Linked DNA regions of Rattus norvegicus: region 2 is linked to region 1. Evidence: chromatin contacts called from public Hi-C data. All regions are on one chromosome and are shown on one strand. Each heading gives the region's core, a stretch centred on a gene start, on an enhancer-like site or on the middle of the called end of the contact. The rest is flanking DNA. Distances are from core to core; before and after follow the strand shown.

Region 1 (4,746 bases), core at 67-2,566:
TTTCTCTAACCGCCTCCCTGTTCCATCAAACTTTGATCTTAAAGAGTTCGGGCCACAACAAAGAAATGGAGCTAGTTTAATGCACAGACGTTCAGAACTTAGACCATAAACTTCTGCCACACAAGCTCAATCATAAAAGCTTAGCATGTGGGGGGCAGGAGCTCAGTTGCAGCTGGTGGGGTCTAACGGTTACACCCACTCTGGGGAGCCATGTGATATGACCGACTACAGTCAGCTAGAAACCTGCACTGTGACATAAAAATTCCTCTTCAAGGCCTTTAATTCCAGCCCTCGGGAGGCAGAGGCAGGTGGATCTTTGGGAGTTCCGGGCCTGCCTGATCTACAAAGCTAGCCCAGGAAACCCTGTCTCAAATAAATAAATAAATAAATAAATAAATAAATAAATAAATAAATAAATAAATAAATAAATCCAAAGGCGCACCTACAAATGCACACATCTGTGCACCAAAATTGATGTGCAAGGGGTTGGGGATTTAGCTCAGTGGTAGAGCGCTTGCCTAGCAAGCACAAGGCCCTGGGTTCGGTCCTCAGCTCCAGAAAAAAAAAAATTGATGTGCAAAAGTATTTGAAGCAGCAATGCATGTATTTGGAGCACTGCTTACCCACAGTACATATATAGATAAAGAGTGTAGTGAAGGGACCGGAGAGATGCCTCAGCGGCTAAGAGCACAGGCTGCTCTTCCAGAGGTCCTGAGTTCAAATCCCAGCAACCACATGGTGGCTCACAACCATCTGTAATGGGATCCGATGCCCTGTTCTGGTGTGTCTGAAGACAGCGACAGTGTACACATATACATGAAAAATAAATAAGTAAATATCTTTTAAAAAAGAGTGTAGTGGAGTACAAAATGGTCATGAATATTAATGAATCATAGTTAATAAAGTAGTATCAGAGTCTCACTAATTGAGTCAAAGAAGCTGAGTTGTTGTTTTTTTTTTTTTTTAAGGGAATATCAAGTGTTTCTATAGTCGCGGTTCAAAAAGGGGAGAAACCACACCATGTAGAACTTTAAAAATTAAAAAGATGTTCCTACCACACTGCCAGATGTGAAACGAAAGGAAAACAGTTGGGACTACTAAAGCGTCATGTAAGTGTGAAGACAAGGCCACTGTTGTGGTAGACTGAGGCAGGTTCTGCTAGTATTGGAAAAACCGCCAAGGAGACTCCAGCTCCTGGGACAGGAGGAGGCGGCGCTGCAGGTCACAACAGAAAGCTTGGATGACAGGGGGAACCTAGCTTGTCTTCCCTCCCGCTTCTAGAGCTGTTGTTCCCCACCACGGACACCTGGTGGCGCTGAGGCAGGGGAATGGGCTGGTGCTGGCGGAGAAAGACGTGTGCGTGTAGCCAATAGCTTGAGTTGACTGGAGCTGGTTGTTTACGTGAAGCTCAAATGAAAAATGAAGAGCGGGGATAAAGGATACCCTGGCAAAGGGAGAGGCAGCGGCTGTGGCAGGAGCCGGCTGTCAGGAATAGTACGGGCGGTGGGCCGAGGATGTGTGAACAGAGCCGTGATAGCATGGCGGCTCTGCTGTCTGACCCAGCTAGCGCACGGGATCCTCAAGTAAACACCAGAGAGGGATGGATGGCCCCTCTCCCCACCTCCTCAGGCCCCCAAAGAAGCGCAGCCCAGGGGCTGAAGACGGACGGTCTCTGTGAATACGTTATCTGAGGGTCAGCATCCGGTGGCTGGGGGTTAAGTAGCCTCCCCACTCCCCACCCTTGGCGCTAGTGCCTGGAGGAAAACCAGAGGGTGACGCAGGGCCAAATCACCTGATTGTAAATCCAGCCTCTGGTGTCTCTAGGAAAGCCCCTGGTTGGACACTGACAAGGAGCCTGGAGCCAAGCGGCAGGGCGCAGCACTTCTTGAGACCTTTGCCCTACTTGTAATGACCTGGTTGGCAGCCGATGAGGTAGCCTGGCCATTTGGGGACCTGTTCGCTCAGTTCTCACGCTTGAACTTGAACACGCACTCGACACTCACCAGACGGCCTTTTCTAGAGCTCCCCATGCTTTCGCCGGGCTATTTTTAAACTGCTCCTGAAAAATCCCCAAACTGAAGCAGCAGGTCCCTGGCTGTTGCTCACCTCCCCACAGGCCCTGAGAAGCCGCTCCCACCTCTCACACAGTTATAGCGCCCTGTTCAGGACAGAAAGACGCAGCTCCTGAAGGTATTTGTCGCCAAGTCACCAAGTCGCCAAGGCCAGAGTTCAATCTCCAGGCCCTATGTAATAGGAAGAACTAACACCCAAAATTTATTCTCTGACCTACTCTCCAACACACGGACACACACACACACACACACACACACTAAATGAATAACGAAGTAAAAATTATTATAGCATTTTATTAATTCTTTGACAATTTCACACATATATAAAATGTATTTTATCATATTCACCCCCTTATGTAACTATGTAAATTCCTTACTTAACTATATGAAAAATTAACTCAAATCAAAGACCTAAGACTTTGACTATTAGAAGGAAAAAAAAAGCACAAAACTTTCATGGCACTGGATTTATCAATGGTTCTTACGTTAGTTACAGGAAACAAAGGACACATGACATTTAACAATCTAGAGGCAGGAAAATGGCTTGGTAAATGGAGGTGCTTGGGATGCAAGCATGACAGCCAGAGCACAATCCTTGGTACCCACATAAAAGTAGGGGAAAGAGTCCACAAAGCTGTCCCGTGACCTCGCACACACCCTCCCATTTCATAAGTACCATGCCATTTAGCACAATGTTTGACAGCTATCGGTATCCAGTGGTGGTCCTTTCAGGGAAACATAAGGGAAATGTAAGTCAGACCTTTGGCCTTTTGTTACTGGTGGTCCTGGTCATTGAGCCCAGGTCTTCACCTCTGCTAAGCAGACCATTGAGTGGCTTCCCGGGCCAGCCCTTGTTTTTAATGGGCCCAGCCCAAGCTCTGGGTTGCAGTGTTGGTTACATGGGCAGCGCTGCGGGATTTACACAGGCATAGTCCAATAGTTGGCAGGCTCACCAGCGACAGAGACTTACATTACAGCCCTTTGGATGCGACCTTACCAGAGCAGTCAGGAATACCATCACCCAACCTGTGCCAACTCAGTTTCTCAGTGCTGTGCTGTAGGGTGCCCTGAGCTGGCGTACGTCACGTCTGCCTCTGTGCAGGCAGTGGTTCGGTGAATGTGTCATGAAGCCACTCGGGGTGACAGGCACCCCATGGCCTTACTGTCTGCTCTGTGAGAGAGGTTGTTTCATGGTGGTTGGTGACATTAGAATGGTAGGTCACTAGGAAGATAGAGAAGTGACAGAATCAGTGACTGTGTCAATTTGTCTGGGCTCCTTTACCAAGGGTCAGCTCTTTGGGGAGGAGGTTAGAGAACAGACTGTCACCTCAAGTTCTGGAGGCCACCATGCCTGGCTTTTGTGGTGCTGGAGGCAGAAACCTCAGTTTTGTGTGTGTTAGGCCAATACAGCCAAGCCAGTTAGTCTCCCTCCCATGATCCTCTGCTCTCCCTCTTACATTCCCAGCCCAGCCCACACTTTTCAATATTGAATGTGGACTCAAGAATTTGCTCATGTTTAAACCGCCCTGTTTATTCACACATGTCACATGGCAACAAATTACCCAGCAAGTTACTTATGCTCAGGTCTTCTCTGTACAATGTGTGTAACAGTAGCGATCTTCTGGGGTTGTTGGGTGACTGTGTACTTGCTGAGGTCCTAGGCAAGTGCTTTGGAGCCTCTTGGCCTTTGCCACTTTGTATCAATGGCTTTCTTCATAGTGCTTTCTGCAGTAACTGATGTGCTAGCCAGTCAGTGGTTTCTTTTAGGTCCTCAGTCTCAGTGTGGAGCTGTGCAGGCCTTGCCAACAGCAGGGGTGCTGCACGCTGGACAGGCTGCTCTGTTTATGACAGACTCATCCACCCTATCCCACTTCCCCACTCTCATCCCCATCTTCTGGAGGTACAGGTAGTAGGAGAGGGAAGTGCCATGCTAAAAAAGATCCTCGCCAGTGGTCCAGGTTCCAGAAGTTTTGGTTTATTGATTTATTAAGTCTTCAAGAAATGTTCTGCCTTGCATATTTCTCCATCAACATTCTCTGTGGGACATAGTTTGAACCAAAACCATTTGGACAACTTGATTGAAAACAGTATTTTAGGACTAGAAAGATGGTTCAGTGGTTAAGAGCACTGACTGCTCTTCCAGAGGTCCTGAGTTCAGTTCCCAGCAACCACATGGTGGCCCACAACCATCTGTAATGGGGTCCAATGCCCCCTTCTGGTGTGTCTGAAAACAGCTACAGTGTACTTATATACAATAAATAAACATTTAAAAAAACATTATTTTAAACAACAAATTATGTATGAACAAATGTATCTTCTACAACTGTATCTTAAAGTTTTTTCACTTTATGTGCTGGGAAAAAAAAAAACTAGGCTAGTTTTGCAGTATTGATCAGACTGGATTCAAACTCACAGAAATCCACCTGATTCTGCCTCCCGATTGGGATAAATGGTAGTCACCACCGTACTATCCTTGATTACATTTATGTCTTTAAATGCAAGGCTGGACGTGTGTGTGTGTGTGTGTGTGTGTGTGTGTGTGTGTGTGTGTGTGTGTATGTGTTAGAGTTCCAGAACACTGAAAGACTCTATGGAGATTTTAATCAGCCCTTGGTCACATTTGGGACTGCAGCCCTGGCTAGAACCAAGCAGGTGTGGAGTATGTGTGTGTGGG
Region 2 (4,540 bases), core at 1,596-4,095, 61 kb after region 1:
GAGGACACATGTTGAATTCTTTTGGATAAATACCTGTGAGTATTGGAGTTCCTGGGTAATTAGATAACTGTACGTTTAATTCTATCGTTTTTAAATTGCCAAGAGCTTTCCTAACTAGTTATAGCATTTTGCACTAAGATCTTCGCAAAAAAGAAACTATGACTGGGGCCAGTGAGTTGATTCAGCAGGTAAAGGTGCCTGCCTCATAGGCCTGACGACCTGAATTGAATTCCCAGGACCATGTAAAGGCCCAAGGATAGAAGAAACCCAAAAAAACTAGTCCTCTGACCTCAGCATGCACACAGTGGCAAACACAGAAAGATAGACAGACAGACAGACCCACACGAATAAGTAAATACATTTTTAAAGTTAAATATGTATTTGCCTCATGTTCACCTCAAATTTTGACAACACCGTTCTGCGACTTCTACTTCAATCGAAATAAACAACAAGCCCCTCATCCCCAGAGCCCATGTGTGCCCCCAGGGAGCCCCCCCCCGCCCCTCCAGCCCCAGGGCCACTGCCTTCCAGCCCCAGGGAAGATCTGTTCCCAGATGTTCCAGAACCTGATGGAGTTGGGCTCACACAGCACATGGTCGTTTGACTCTGGCTTCCTGCACCTGCAGTAACACATCCGAGGTTCATCTGTGGAGTTTCCCGTATCCGCAGTTCATGTTTCCCACCAAACACTCCATTCCCTACATATGCTAAGCTGTCTATCCTTCCCCAGGTAACACACCTTTCTCTATAAATATTCACTTAAAGATTTTGAGGAAAGCTGAGGGTTTTTTGTTTACTTAAATACTGGAAAGTGGGATTGCTGGATTGTGGTTGAAGGACTGTTTAACTTTTATAAGAAACAGAGACACTGTGGTCCAATTTGCATTCCTGTGGGAAACGACTAAGGTGAGAGGTGAGAGGTGACAGAGTCACATGACAAATCCCCAGAAATGAGACTCCAGAGACCAGCATTAGGGTGCAGCTTATTGTGCAGCACATACAGTGTTTGAGCCAATCCCAAGTCTCTAAATCCTCTGCCAATCATGTCTCACCATACTATCATGGTGCTCCAATGAAAACCCTACCTGGTGAGGTAACTCAGAAGTAGTGGGGGGAGTATAGTCACCTGTCAGGGCTTCCTTGTTGGGGGAGGGGAGGAAGCAGCCATCGCCCTGGCCTCCGGTCCTTTTTGCTGTCTCACCGGTGTTTTAATAATCCCATCTCCCGCAGATCAGGATTCTTCAAGGAGACTCAGGAGCCTGTGGCACCTCAGCCCTCCATCACACTTTGTCCTTCACAAGGTTGACCTCCACATGCCCCACACATCCTCCTTGGCCACTCTGAGAACCTCAGTGTGCTGCTTCCTTGTCAGCACTTGGGATTGTCAAGACTTTAGCTTTCCAGAGAACCTCGGTGTGCTGCTTCCTTGTCAACACTTGGGGTTGTCAGGACTTCAGCTTTTCGTTTTACACAGCTAACAGCTAACGGGGCTATCTCCCTGCTGTTTTAGCCTGTATTCCCCCAAGGACTATTGTTAGTCACCACTCCGAGCTCTGATCTGCACGTGAACCATCTTCCTTAGTGAAATGCGTGTTCATAACCTCCTACCTTTGCCTTGTTGCTCACTCCTCAGCACAGAATTAGAGACGTCTTTGCACATGATGCACAGAAATCAGAATAGCAGGTCTGTGGGTTTGTGCATTTGCTTCAGGTCCATCGCCTGTTGAAGTGGAAACTTAAGGGTTCTTTGGGGCAAACACACGAAGTGACGTTTAACTGAGGTGGATACAGGTGAAAGACTAAGGCAGACTCATGAAGGAACATTTAGCTGAAGAAGACACAGGAGAAAGGATGTTCTGCTAAAGCACGCATGTGAAAGGACACAGATGAAAGATTCTTTTCTAAGAACACACATGTATCAGTCCGCCTTACTTTGTGTAGTTGAGCTGCATTTGTCTGGACTCCATAGAGAGAAAAATCACCAGAAAACTTCTAGTAGGTGTGCTGCAGTTTCTTACCACTTCTGCAGACTTGACCTGATGGGCAGAGTGATGTCAGCTGAGGCAAGGCCCGTGGAGGACGTGTGATGTTTGGAGGGTATAAATAGGACTCAACAGATAGTGACAGGGACTAAGCTAGGCTTGCTTAGAGAGCTAGCTATGCAACAATAGTGGGTCTCATGTCTTCACTGATCTTCCTTCTCTGAGAGAGGCACAGCTGAGAGCTTCTCTTGGCGTTCCTCCCGGTCCCCCCTGCTGACTCAAGCTGAGGCTGAGGCCTGACTGTCCCTGCTAGATCATGCCACTGCTGCTGATCCAGTATTTCCGTGAGGTGGACCAAACTGCCTCTGATAACCTGTGAAACGAGCTGCCGATTTCCAGACAACACACATGGGAGTTGCTCCAAAGAACCTTTCTAAACAGGTCCACTTCCCCTGTGTTCCTTCTTTTTCACTACCTCTGGTGGGTGGTGGGCTATAAGGGAGGTTAAAGCGTTTAAGAGCCGCCATTAAAAACAGGTTTTGAAAAAAAATTAAAGTTACAGCCTGCCTTCCTTTTCTTCTTGGAAGGCGAGCAACTGAGTCTTGGAGTCCTACCTCCTTTTTTCCTTCCATGAACTATGACTTTACGTTTAGGTAGAGCTAAGAATTTTCCTTCTAAACTAAGATTTTTTTTTCTTTAGCTTTCCTGTTAGCTCTGGGAGGTAGCTGCAGTCTGGCGCTTGGCTAACGTGTGAGCTCTGACTTCCGGTGCTGGCGCTGAAATGGTAGATAGAAGATCAGGCAGCTGTGTTGGTGTTAGCCTGTCAGGAGGCTGAGGTAAGCGGACTGAGTGAGCCAAGCCTGGCTTCATAGTAAGATTTGTCGTTACAAAACAACTCTGCTGTGTGTGCAAGGGTCAAGCTTCAGGCCTGCGCTGGGCACACGGACTTGGTCTTGAATACAGAAACAAAGCAAAGGAGCCTCCCTCTTAAGCTTCTAAAACGTAGTTTTTTGTTGTGCATTTAGATCCATGGTTCAATGCGAGTCACGTCGCACACGGTCAGCATGCAAGATGGCTCAGCAGGTAACACCACGTGCCACCAAGCCTGAGGACCCGAGTTCCACCTCCAGGAGCCACGTGGTGAAAGAAAGTTCTAAGACCCACAAGTTGTCCTCTGACCTCCACAAGTGCACTGTGGCACGTGAATGAGTCCTGTCTCCACGCCTGCCTCTACCGAAAAGATTAAATTCAAAAATAAAGATGTAAATACAGAAATTCACTCTATACAAGTATGGGTCAAAGTTCATCTTCAGACAGGAGGCCTTGTTCTAGAGCCCCTTGCTGCAGGGCCTGATCCCTGCCCTCCCCGTCCTTGTTCTACTGAAAGTCAATGCGTGGCTCTAACTCTGAACTCGCAGCTTCCTTTTGACCCACATCTGTTTATCTCACCAATACCACACAAGCACTGCTGCTTTTGCTGGAAATTAGGAGGAGGGAGTCCTTCCACGCTGCCCTTTTTCAAGATTGCCTGGCTTGGTTCTTTTCTATAGAAAGTTTAGATCGGTTTTTTGGCTTGCTTCTTTAAAATTATGCACACACATACATATATGTGCATGCATGTTCACATACATACACACTTATGCACACATACATCTCTTTCTCTCTGTCACACACACACACATTTCTCCCTCACATACACATACATACACACACATGCACATACACATCTCTCTCAAACATGCAAACACATACAGAAACACACGTGCACATATCTGTCTCTCACACACATACATATTCAAACATGCATACATGTACCTCTCACACATACATGCACGTGTGCGCACACATATACACTCATGTGTGTACACATATGTGTACATGTACATATGCATGCACACATCTCACACACATATGCACACTCATGTCTAACATACATAGACATCTCTCTCTCTCTCTCTCTCTCTCTCTCTCATAGACACTCATAAGTGTGGGTGCCTTCAGAACCCAGAGACCATCAGTTCCCCTGGAACTAGAGTTACAGGTGGTTGTGAGTCATCCAGTATGAGATCCGGACCCTGAACCCTGATCTTCTATAAGAGCAGTAAATACTCCCCACCACTGAGCCATCTTTCCAGCCCCTGATGTTGCCTTTTGAAGGTTAACTACTGAATGTACACAGCACCTTCTGCTCATGCATTCTCTTGATGGACATGTGAGTTGCTTCTGCCTCTTGGCTGTTGTGAATATATAAACATTAAACAATGATCGTGAGTACACAAGTATTTGTCTGAGTGTCTGCTGCAATGTTTTGGAGATGTTGTGGGGCTTGAACCCACAGCCCCACATGTGACAGTGAGCTCTGCCCCATCTCAACCATACCTGTTTTGAAGAACAGACACACCTTGCTCCAGACAACTATGTCACCTCCCTTCCCATCAGCAGCGGGATATGAGTTCCAGTTTATTCACATATTCACCAGTACTTGGAGGAGGAGGAGGAGGAGGAGGAGGAGGAGGAGGAGGAGGAGGAGGAGGAAGAGGAGGAAGAGGAGGAGGAGG

The links. A called contact is a pair of places that touch in the nucleus more often than the background predicts.
Region 2: a Hi-C map of liver shows a contact between it and region 1, with 3 times the contacts expected there. The contact joins two enhancer-like sites. A contact is called at or near these places in 11 of 12 Hi-C or Micro-C datasets (the A7r5 cell line, the Rat2 cell line, Schwann cells and 6 more) and 1 of 1 datasets of contacts at active chromatin or transcription factors (oligodendrocytes).

Annotation. Positions count from the first base shown.
Region 1 is chr18:63,091,010-63,095,755 of GRCr8, forward strand. No RefSeq gene overlaps it. Among named protein-coding and RNA genes, the nearest start is that of Impa2, 11 kb to the right of the region's middle. Within about 2 kb of position 1,317, at least 31 of the 93 cell types and tissues checked have an H3K27ac peak or open chromatin away from gene starts, as enhancers often do. A contact at or near this core is called in hepatocytes, kidney and liver, where this site is marked.
Region 2 is chr18:63,150,651-63,155,190 of GRCr8, forward strand. LOC134483046 (a long non-coding RNA gene) reads left to right here. Exons shown (of 3, transcript XR_010059876.1): 2 at 2,683-2,818; 3 at 3,008-3,266. Among named protein-coding and RNA genes, the nearest start is that of Cidea, 12 kb to the right of the region's middle. Within about 2 kb of position 2,846, at least 8 of the 93 cell types and tissues checked have an H3K27ac peak or open chromatin away from gene starts, as enhancers often do. A contact at or near this core is called in hepatocytes, kidney and liver, where this site is marked.